Linked DNA regions of Mus musculus: region 1 is linked to region 2. Evidence: chromatin contacts called from public HiCAR-type data. All regions are on one chromosome and are shown on one strand. The core of a region is the stretch at or near the end of the contact, and the rest is flanking DNA. Distances in the headings are between cores, read along the strand shown.

What was found. HiCAR-type assays count read pairs that join an accessible place to other places.
Region 1: a contact with region 2 is called in a HiCAR-type map of astrocytes, with 4 times the contacts expected there. The contact joins the enhancer-like site here to the promoter of Mael in region 2. A contact is called at or near these places in 7 of 39 promoter capture datasets (the 3T3-L1 cell line, 3T3-L1-derived adipocytes, the SN4741 cell line and 3 more), 3 of 484 Hi-C or Micro-C datasets (differentiating embryonic stem cells, embryonic stem cells and forebrain), 3 of 115 datasets of contacts at active chromatin or transcription factors (astrocytes, embryonic stem cells and stem cell-derived neural progenitor cells) and 3 of 9 other capture datasets (adipose tissue, liver and pancreatic islet).

The regions. Positions count from the first base shown.
Region 1 is chr1:166,281,070-166,285,099 of GRCm38.p6, reverse strand. The region is part of intron 3 of Ildr2 (immunoglobulin-like domain containing receptor 2); the gene reads right to left. Among named protein-coding and RNA genes, the nearest start is that of Ildr2, 29 kb to the right of the region's middle. Within about 2 kb of position 2,304, at least 121 of the 459 cell types and tissues checked have an H3K27ac peak or open chromatin away from gene starts, as enhancers often do. A contact at or near this core is called in adipose tissue, astrocytes, differentiating embryonic stem cells and 5 more, where this site is marked.
Region 2 is chr1:166,237,132-166,240,853 of GRCm38.p6, reverse strand. It overlaps Mael (maelstrom spermatogenic transposon silencer), which reads left to right and starts at 2,110. Exons shown (of 12, transcript NM_175296.4): 1 at 2,110-2,319; 2 at 2,499-2,591. The coding sequence starts at 2,188.

The DNA of each region.
Region 1 (4,030 bases), core at 1,055-3,554, 44 kb before region 2:
ATCCACACATGCATCAGTTTTCAACATATGGCAAAACAGTTAGCATCCGGGAATCAGTGTTCAGTGCCAAGGATGTACTCCAGGCAATAGAACATCTTGCCACCTCACTCACACCAGTGAAAACAGACAAGGCTGGTGTATGGTAAAAGAATTGGTTATAGAGATATAATACGAATGTAAATTTTACCCTAAGAGATTGCTTTGGTCTGTGCCCGTCACACTTCTGCTCAGGGTCTGATAGTTGAAAGCCTTCAAGGTATAAAGGGAGGTGAAATTCTAGATACCATACAAACTTGTTTTTGGGGACTAAATCTGGCTCCTTTGCATGCAGCAGGCAGACAGAGTGCTGAGAAACTCATGTAACGGTGAGGTGAGAGCAGTTCTTCCATCCCTGTGTTGCCCAGAGCACGGTGATCTCTGTCCATTTCTTTGAATAAGATAACAAGAGCCACTCTCAGGCATGCCAGGGCACCGTGAGAGCGAACTTCCTCTTCAGGAGGGTGGCAAACGCCTCCCCAGTCTTTGCGGTTCCAGCTTCTCCTTTCTGCTGAATGCTTCCAAGCTTTCCTGGGATGCTCGGGATCCATCTGCAGGGCTGTACTGTATCCACCCTCTGCACACTCCACTCCCAATCCTCAAAAATACTGCTTTTCTACCTCTCAGAGGAGAGCAGGTGCCTTCCTCTGGCCCTTGTCCGTATGTGTAAAGATGCTCCTAAGGGTTGTTTCTATGGCTATTTAAAATACCAAATATATTTGGAAATTTCCCAGGGGCACACACATGCCTGATTTTATTCTATATTCCCATGGCAACCATGCTTCCAATAAATATAGTTTATGACTATCTGTCACAAATGTGGATAGAGCTTCCTTTTCCTTCACATATATTTATAAACTATGTATTTAAGCATTTCTTGTGTTTATTTTTTTCCTTTTGTGTCTTTTATATTTTAGTTCACTTTAAATTATAGACTTAGAGGAGAATCACCCTGACAGTGAATTCTCTCTATATAGTGACTACTATTGGACCCTCTGCAATTAACTGTTAATAAAGGCTTCCAGGTCTTTGGCAGTGGGTTGTATGTTTGGTCAAAGGCCTTGACTTCTTTTATTTACACATTTTTAAATCATATTTTATGGCTCCAAAGGACCACAAAGGTTACCACAGCCTCCATCCGATGTCTTCAGAAAACCAGAGAGATTAAGAATCTTAAGGAAAGTTGTATAACTGCCTAAAAAGCAATCGAGGAATAGAACTGGGGTCTACTGACTCCAGCTGTCCTCCCTGCCCCCCACCCAAACATCCACCCCCATCCCCATGATGTCATGGTGCCTCTTAATCTCCTGGTATTTGCACTGAATGGCTGAAATCAGCCTGTGCTTGTGGAACTCCTCTGCTTACATAATGAAACTATAATTTCTGGATGTACAAAATGTTGGATGAGATTGTTGAAAAAAATCGCAACACGTCTTGCAATTGCAACTAGAAAAATGATTACTGGGATACATCGTGACACCGTGTGATCTAATTAAAAGACATACGGACAGAAACTAACAAACAATAATAATGGTTGCAAAGGTACTTGGCCTGTGCAAAGTGCTCTAGTGATCCAACCTCCGGCCCCCAAAACAGTGAATGGATGGAAAATATCATTAGTAATATAACATGCTTGACTTGGTCTGAGATGATGGAATATAGAAGAGAGCTAGACTGACTCAAAATTCGATGAGGATGGCGGGACACCACTGAAGGAGGAAATTGAGTTTGTGGGGATCAGTGTGGTTTCTTGCACTTTATTGTGCTGGGTGAAACAGATTTGCACAATGATATCCACTAGACTTGATCCAATATTCAGGGACCACTACTTTCCTTAACCAAAAAAGCCCTGAGGTCTCAGACAGGCACTGAGGGTACACTGCTATAAGGTCATTCAGGCCAGAGTTCCTGCCCTTTCCTTGGTGGCGAAGCGCTCTTGGGGTATAAAGGGCTTCCATGATGGACCCTTTCCCAGAGCCCTCTCTGGGAAGCCAATTCAACAAAATCCGAGGCGCTGTCCCCGTGTGAACCAAACCTGCATGCATTGAATAGAGGCAGCTGGCTTTGGAGAAAATGGAACTGTCTCCTGACCCGCTTTGACGGACTGCCATTCTTTCCTTGGGGGACTGAGCCGATTTCCCGGTACCACCCACTCCAGCGCTGGCCCTGTGTCCCCTCCCCCACGCAAGGGCTCAGAAGACTACAAAGAGCGCGCGGGTTGACCCAGCTGCTCCAGCACCTCCCGGGGTAACCACGGCAACCGAGGTGGTCAGGAATGCACGCTAATTGAAGGCCGTGTTCCTCCCACAGGGATGGGCAACAAGTGAGGCAAAAACAGTGAGCTGGGCTGCTTGTGAGGAGGGAGGGTAGAGCAGGCTTGGGGCCAGCCTTGGCTGGGGTGGCTGAGGGACTGGGCACTCATGAAGAGCGTCTGCCAGGCCTCATTTGGTTTTTAAGCGACGCAGGGCAATGCAAAGCTGTGTCAGGTCAGAAGTCTTTGGGTATATTTTCCAACCAGCTACCATTCCATGAAGGCACCTTCTTTCCCTGGGCTGCAGTGCTTGATTGATGTAGTTGAAGGGAGCTGTACATCCTAATGCCTCAGAAAACGGGGTGCCAAAATGAGACAACCCAAAGATAACAAAGTGTGTTGGGTCAGATAAACCCCAAGTTTATCACCATCAGGATGATTTCAAAGGGGGCTGGGACGTCAATGAGAAAATGTGAGTCTATTCTTAGCGGTCAATTCACAAGAGACTCATTAAATCTGCTTAAGAAAAAACCAACCGTTTAGCAGGAATACTTCAACATAGATTTCCTTAAAGAGGGTTCCCTCAGATTAGAGATGACACACTGGTGGGGGCATGTGGAGAGTGGCAAGAGGTAAGAGAAGGAACTAATAGCTACTGGATTTTTTTCTTAACAACCAGCCTTTGGGATGACTTTTAAGACCCCTCTCTCCTACAGATTGGGGAAACTAAGCTCGTATTAGTATACCAAGGGCTGTCTGGCCCCAAGCCTCTATGCCATGCTCACACTGGACCATGTGCAGTATCCAAGTGGACTTCCTTACACTTGGCATCTGGGATGTGTAAAGTCAGAGCATGAGTATCGTGAACTAGTCTGTATTGTAGGAGGCTCCAAAGCCTTCCCAGCCTCTCTTCACTGGGTTCATAACTCTTGGCCAGCGTGACAAGCAAAACAGGCATCCAAACACTGCCAAATGTCTCCTGCAGAGCAAGCACCCCTCTACTGAGAACCTGTGACACAGATACTTATTATCCAAGCACAGCTTTAATCCTTTTTTTTTTTTTAACTGTTCTTTCATCGCCACCAAACCACAACTTTTATCTTCATAAAGGACACAAAGTTTTAACAGGGACACAATGAAGTCATTTATGTATTTTGTGTCTTCATTGTGTGGGATCCCAGTACAGCTAAAAATACTCATGAAATTTTTTTTATCACAATTTAAATATAAATCTGAATTGAAGCAATACTGACCTGCTCTGTGGTGTCTATCAGTGAGCAAGATTAGGATTATGCAATGAGTTCCTGAAACTAAGAGAAGCTTGCCCAGAACATCAAAGGTTTGGCTCCATATCTTGGAGGGACTCTCTGCCTCTTCTCCTAGCTACAGTTTCTAAGAGGAGTTAGATGCCTGGGTAACTCCTCTGGCTCTCCTCTCTCCTTTCAATACATTTTCTCATTCTTCATAAAAACAGCAAGGGCGTCTGAGTAAATTTTAGGGCAGACCAGGCCAGGGATAGGACAAAGAGGCTGGAGAAGAGACATGAGAGCATTGCCCAGAACAGCCCACCCCTCATTTTGCCCCTCTGTTCATGGGAGTCTTTGGAATTATCTCAAGCCATCTAGAATTCTGAAGGTGCTGGTGTGTGCTAAAGTAGGATGCTTCCACCCTACCAGGGATGAGCCCAAGCCTGAAGCATGGTCAAGTCTGCAAATGAAATGTGGGGAGAGGAATGCAGAATTA
Region 2 (3,722 bases), core at 861-3,360:
TCATCAGATCTTATACCAGTACACTTGCAGTCTCAAATGTAAGATAGGTTTCTAAAAGAAATGGCTGAAGAAAACTGCAAAGACAATTCATGCCAGATACCAAGAAGGTTCAGCTCCCCCCCTTCTGCCCTCCAAGGGTTGTCAGTATCAGAGCTTAAACAAACAAACAAAAAAATGTACCAACTTTCCAAAGACGCATTAATTCTCGTCTCTTACTCAATCCTATGGGAAAAGGGGCATTCATTTTATGAGGCAGTAACAACCCTGATACCAATATTTAGTAAGAACAGCTGTCCAATCACGTGTGACTTGGGTCTTGGAACCCTCCCTAACCACAGGCAGAGATGGAATAAAGAAAGAACAGATGTACACAGACCCACAGTGTCGCTGGGATCTGGTGTGAGTCTTCTAACCTGCTGATACCTAGAACCTCAATATATCTATTAGGTACCAAAGAAGGGGAGTTAGCGAGTCGCCATAGGAGGTCTGTGCAGGTGAGCAGTTTCAGACTGTAAACATCCACTCGGGGGCCACAGTAATTGCTAGCACTGAGCAATCAATTATTCATTCATAAACATTCATTCTCATACTCTCCAGGAAAGCTTTATCATTTCTCTGGCGCCTGGCCCATATAGGTAACAACTTTGCCAGTTTCTCACTGGTATGTTTTGGGTCATGGTCCTGCCCACGTCAACAAAAGCACATTCTTTCGGGACGCTACTCACTCAGAACTTCCTCTGATCCCTAAAGGAAGCACCACAAAAACAATCCATTATCTACTAAGACAGAAAAACGTTTTTAAAGTGTCAGCAACACTTCAAGTGTCAGCGACGATTCATGATCAAGAAGAGTGTATACTATAAATGTTGACTGGTTCAATACCAGAAAAATTTAGCAACATTACTAGCAAACAATTAAAACTGAGGTCATTGCTAGGCTGGGACTCCTGTTCAGTCTCTTCACAAGCTGGAAAACCCTGTTTATTCCCCTTCCACCAACTCCACCTACAAAGAAAAAACACCTCACTACTCAGTGTTCCAGCAACCCACCCATGAGTGCCTGCTCAGGGGCTCACTTTTTGACCATGTAAGGGCAAATACCAGCTCCTAACTCACATGTCATCACCCCATGCCCAAGACCCATTAAAAAACCAACCAACCAAACAAACAAAAAAACTAACCCTTGTTTTTGCCTGGATATGTGACCTTGCTGACCTTGACCTGTGAAATCCGATGAACCCACCAGAGAGCTGCCTCCAAATAAACCTGCCATTATCTACTTTTAATCTGGTCTAATCTGGCTGATTATCTGTCAGTGACAGAGAGAAAAGATGATCAAGTTATCTGAAAAGATAAAAATTTTAAATGAATTTTCAACTCTACTTATACACAAATTAAGTAACTCGAATACACAAAGGAATGTAGTTGGGAAGTGCAATGAGAAAACCCAGGCAAGATCAAGCAGCACAGTTTGAACCAGTATGAGAACTCACTATTACTAAATACACAGGCTCAACCTTGAGTCAGCAGTAACCAAGTAGATGAGAAAAGCATTTCACAATAACTTCGAAAAATGATACCTACTAATAAAACTGACCCCTCCCCAAATTACCCAGACCTTATAAGAAAGCCTATAAAACTTTATTCATGGATGTTTTGTGAAACAGAAGTTTTCAAATATGTTGTGGTTGTTGTTGTTGTTTGTCGTCGTCTTGAAAACACCCTCCTGTCCCCACCTTTTCCCTCTCAGTGCTTTACACAAGCTCGCTAGTTCGGGAATGTGAAACACCCAGGAACCGAAAGCACCTGCGAGTCCTCTTCCTACTAACGGGGTACATCAAGCAACAATGTACAGGGAAAAAATAATAATAAAAGTACCAGGCCTACCACGTGACAATCCCCGCCTACCGGGCAAGCGAGTCAGCCAATCACAGTGCTCTCCCCACCTGCGCCTCGCTCCTCCTCCCTCCCGCCCCCTCCGCCCCCTCACGCACGAGGTGGAATCCAGTTTCAGGCTGTTTTCACCCCCACAGCAGGGGGCCCAATGCGGCTGCGCGCTGCACCCTGATTGGCCAAGTGCCGGGCTGAAGCGCGCGCAGGCTCCGAGCTCGGTTACTAAGGGCGGGAGCCCGGCAAGGGCGCCGGCTGCTTGCTGCGTCTCTGGAGGGCGTCGAGGCCCGACGACGCCATGCCCAACCGCAGGGCCAGCCGCAATGCCTACTATTTCTTCGTACAGGAGAAGATTCCCGAACTGCGCCGGCGAGGCCTGCCGGTGGCCCGCGTGGCAGACGCCATCCCCTACTGCTCGGCCGACTGGGCGGTGAGGCAGCGGGCAGTTGGGCAGCGGGGAGGGCGCGGTGGGAACCCAGCCTGGGGGGAGCCCGTGGAGGGGACACAGCCCAAGGGCAGGACCAACCGACAGAACCTTCCAGAACCGGGGTGTGGATCGGACGCCTCACCCTCACAGCTCGCCTCTCTTGTATCCCTCTTCTCCCCAAGCTCTTGAGGGAGGATGAGAAGGAGAAATACTCAGAAATGGCTCGAGAGTGGAGAGCAGCCCAGGGAAAGGATTCTGGGCCTTCAGAGAAGCAGGTAAGGGCAGCCACCTCTCGCCCGCCCACCCTTGGACTCCAGCCACGGTGGAGCCCGAGGAACCTTCGGGAAGTTTCCAGATAGTGCAGAAGCCCCAGGGGAAAGGCAGGTTTGGGGTTGGGGGTCAGGGTTTGCACTAAACGGCTCCCCGACTGCCTTTCAGTTCTTACCGGTTAGACAGCTGTAATAATAATTTTTAAAAAGCGTAGGCTTTTATTTAAATGGTTCCTAGAAACAAGCTTGTTAACAGTTCTTTAAATATTGTAATAACAAGACGTGAAGACCTGGGTTAACATTTGTAGATCCTACAGAACCCCCCCCCCCCCCAAATAGTTAAGCAAATTCCAGAGTATTGGGATAGTAGACTACTAAGTCAGTATCTACAAGGTCAATAAAGAAGTCTTTTTCTTCTCCCTTATGCTGCTTTTCTGTTTGTACATACCGAAATTTCATTCTTAAATTTGTGACATTGGATTGAAATTCAAAATTGTGGCAAGTTATTTGTAAATATGGTAGGTAGATTTACATTTTAAGTTGATGTCTTAAGTCAGGTGGATTTTTGAGGATCTGTGCTTGTGAGCTTTGATTGCTCTTATCAGATTTTTCTATAAAACATATCTCCTTAAGGGACTAGTGATGGCTCACTGGCTAAAAGCTCTGGCTACTCTTCCAAAAGTTCCAGATTTGAGTCGGTGCACCCACATGGTGACTCACAGCCATCTGTAACTCCAGTTCCCAAGGGTTCTGATGCCCTCCTCTGGCTTCCACTGGTGCTGCGCACACACACGTGACACACATACATGCAGCCAAGCACACACACGGGGGGGGGGGGGGGGGGGAATGAAAATTTGAAGAAAAAATTCTCCACAAAACTTAAGTATATTGTACGTGCTTGAGTTGTGATAGTTGGAGGCACAACCTTTTGTAATTTTCACTTTTAAATGAAAACCACAAATAACATTATAGACTTTAGGATTTTGTTCTGTTTTCTTTAAATACTCTTATTCTGCACACCAGCCTGGCGTTTAGTAGGTAGTGACTCGGGGAAGTAAGATGATAGAGAGTGCGCAAATGGCTTTCAGCTATAGCTACTTATACTCGCCTTCCCATAGAGTGCTGTGGTTGGCTGGT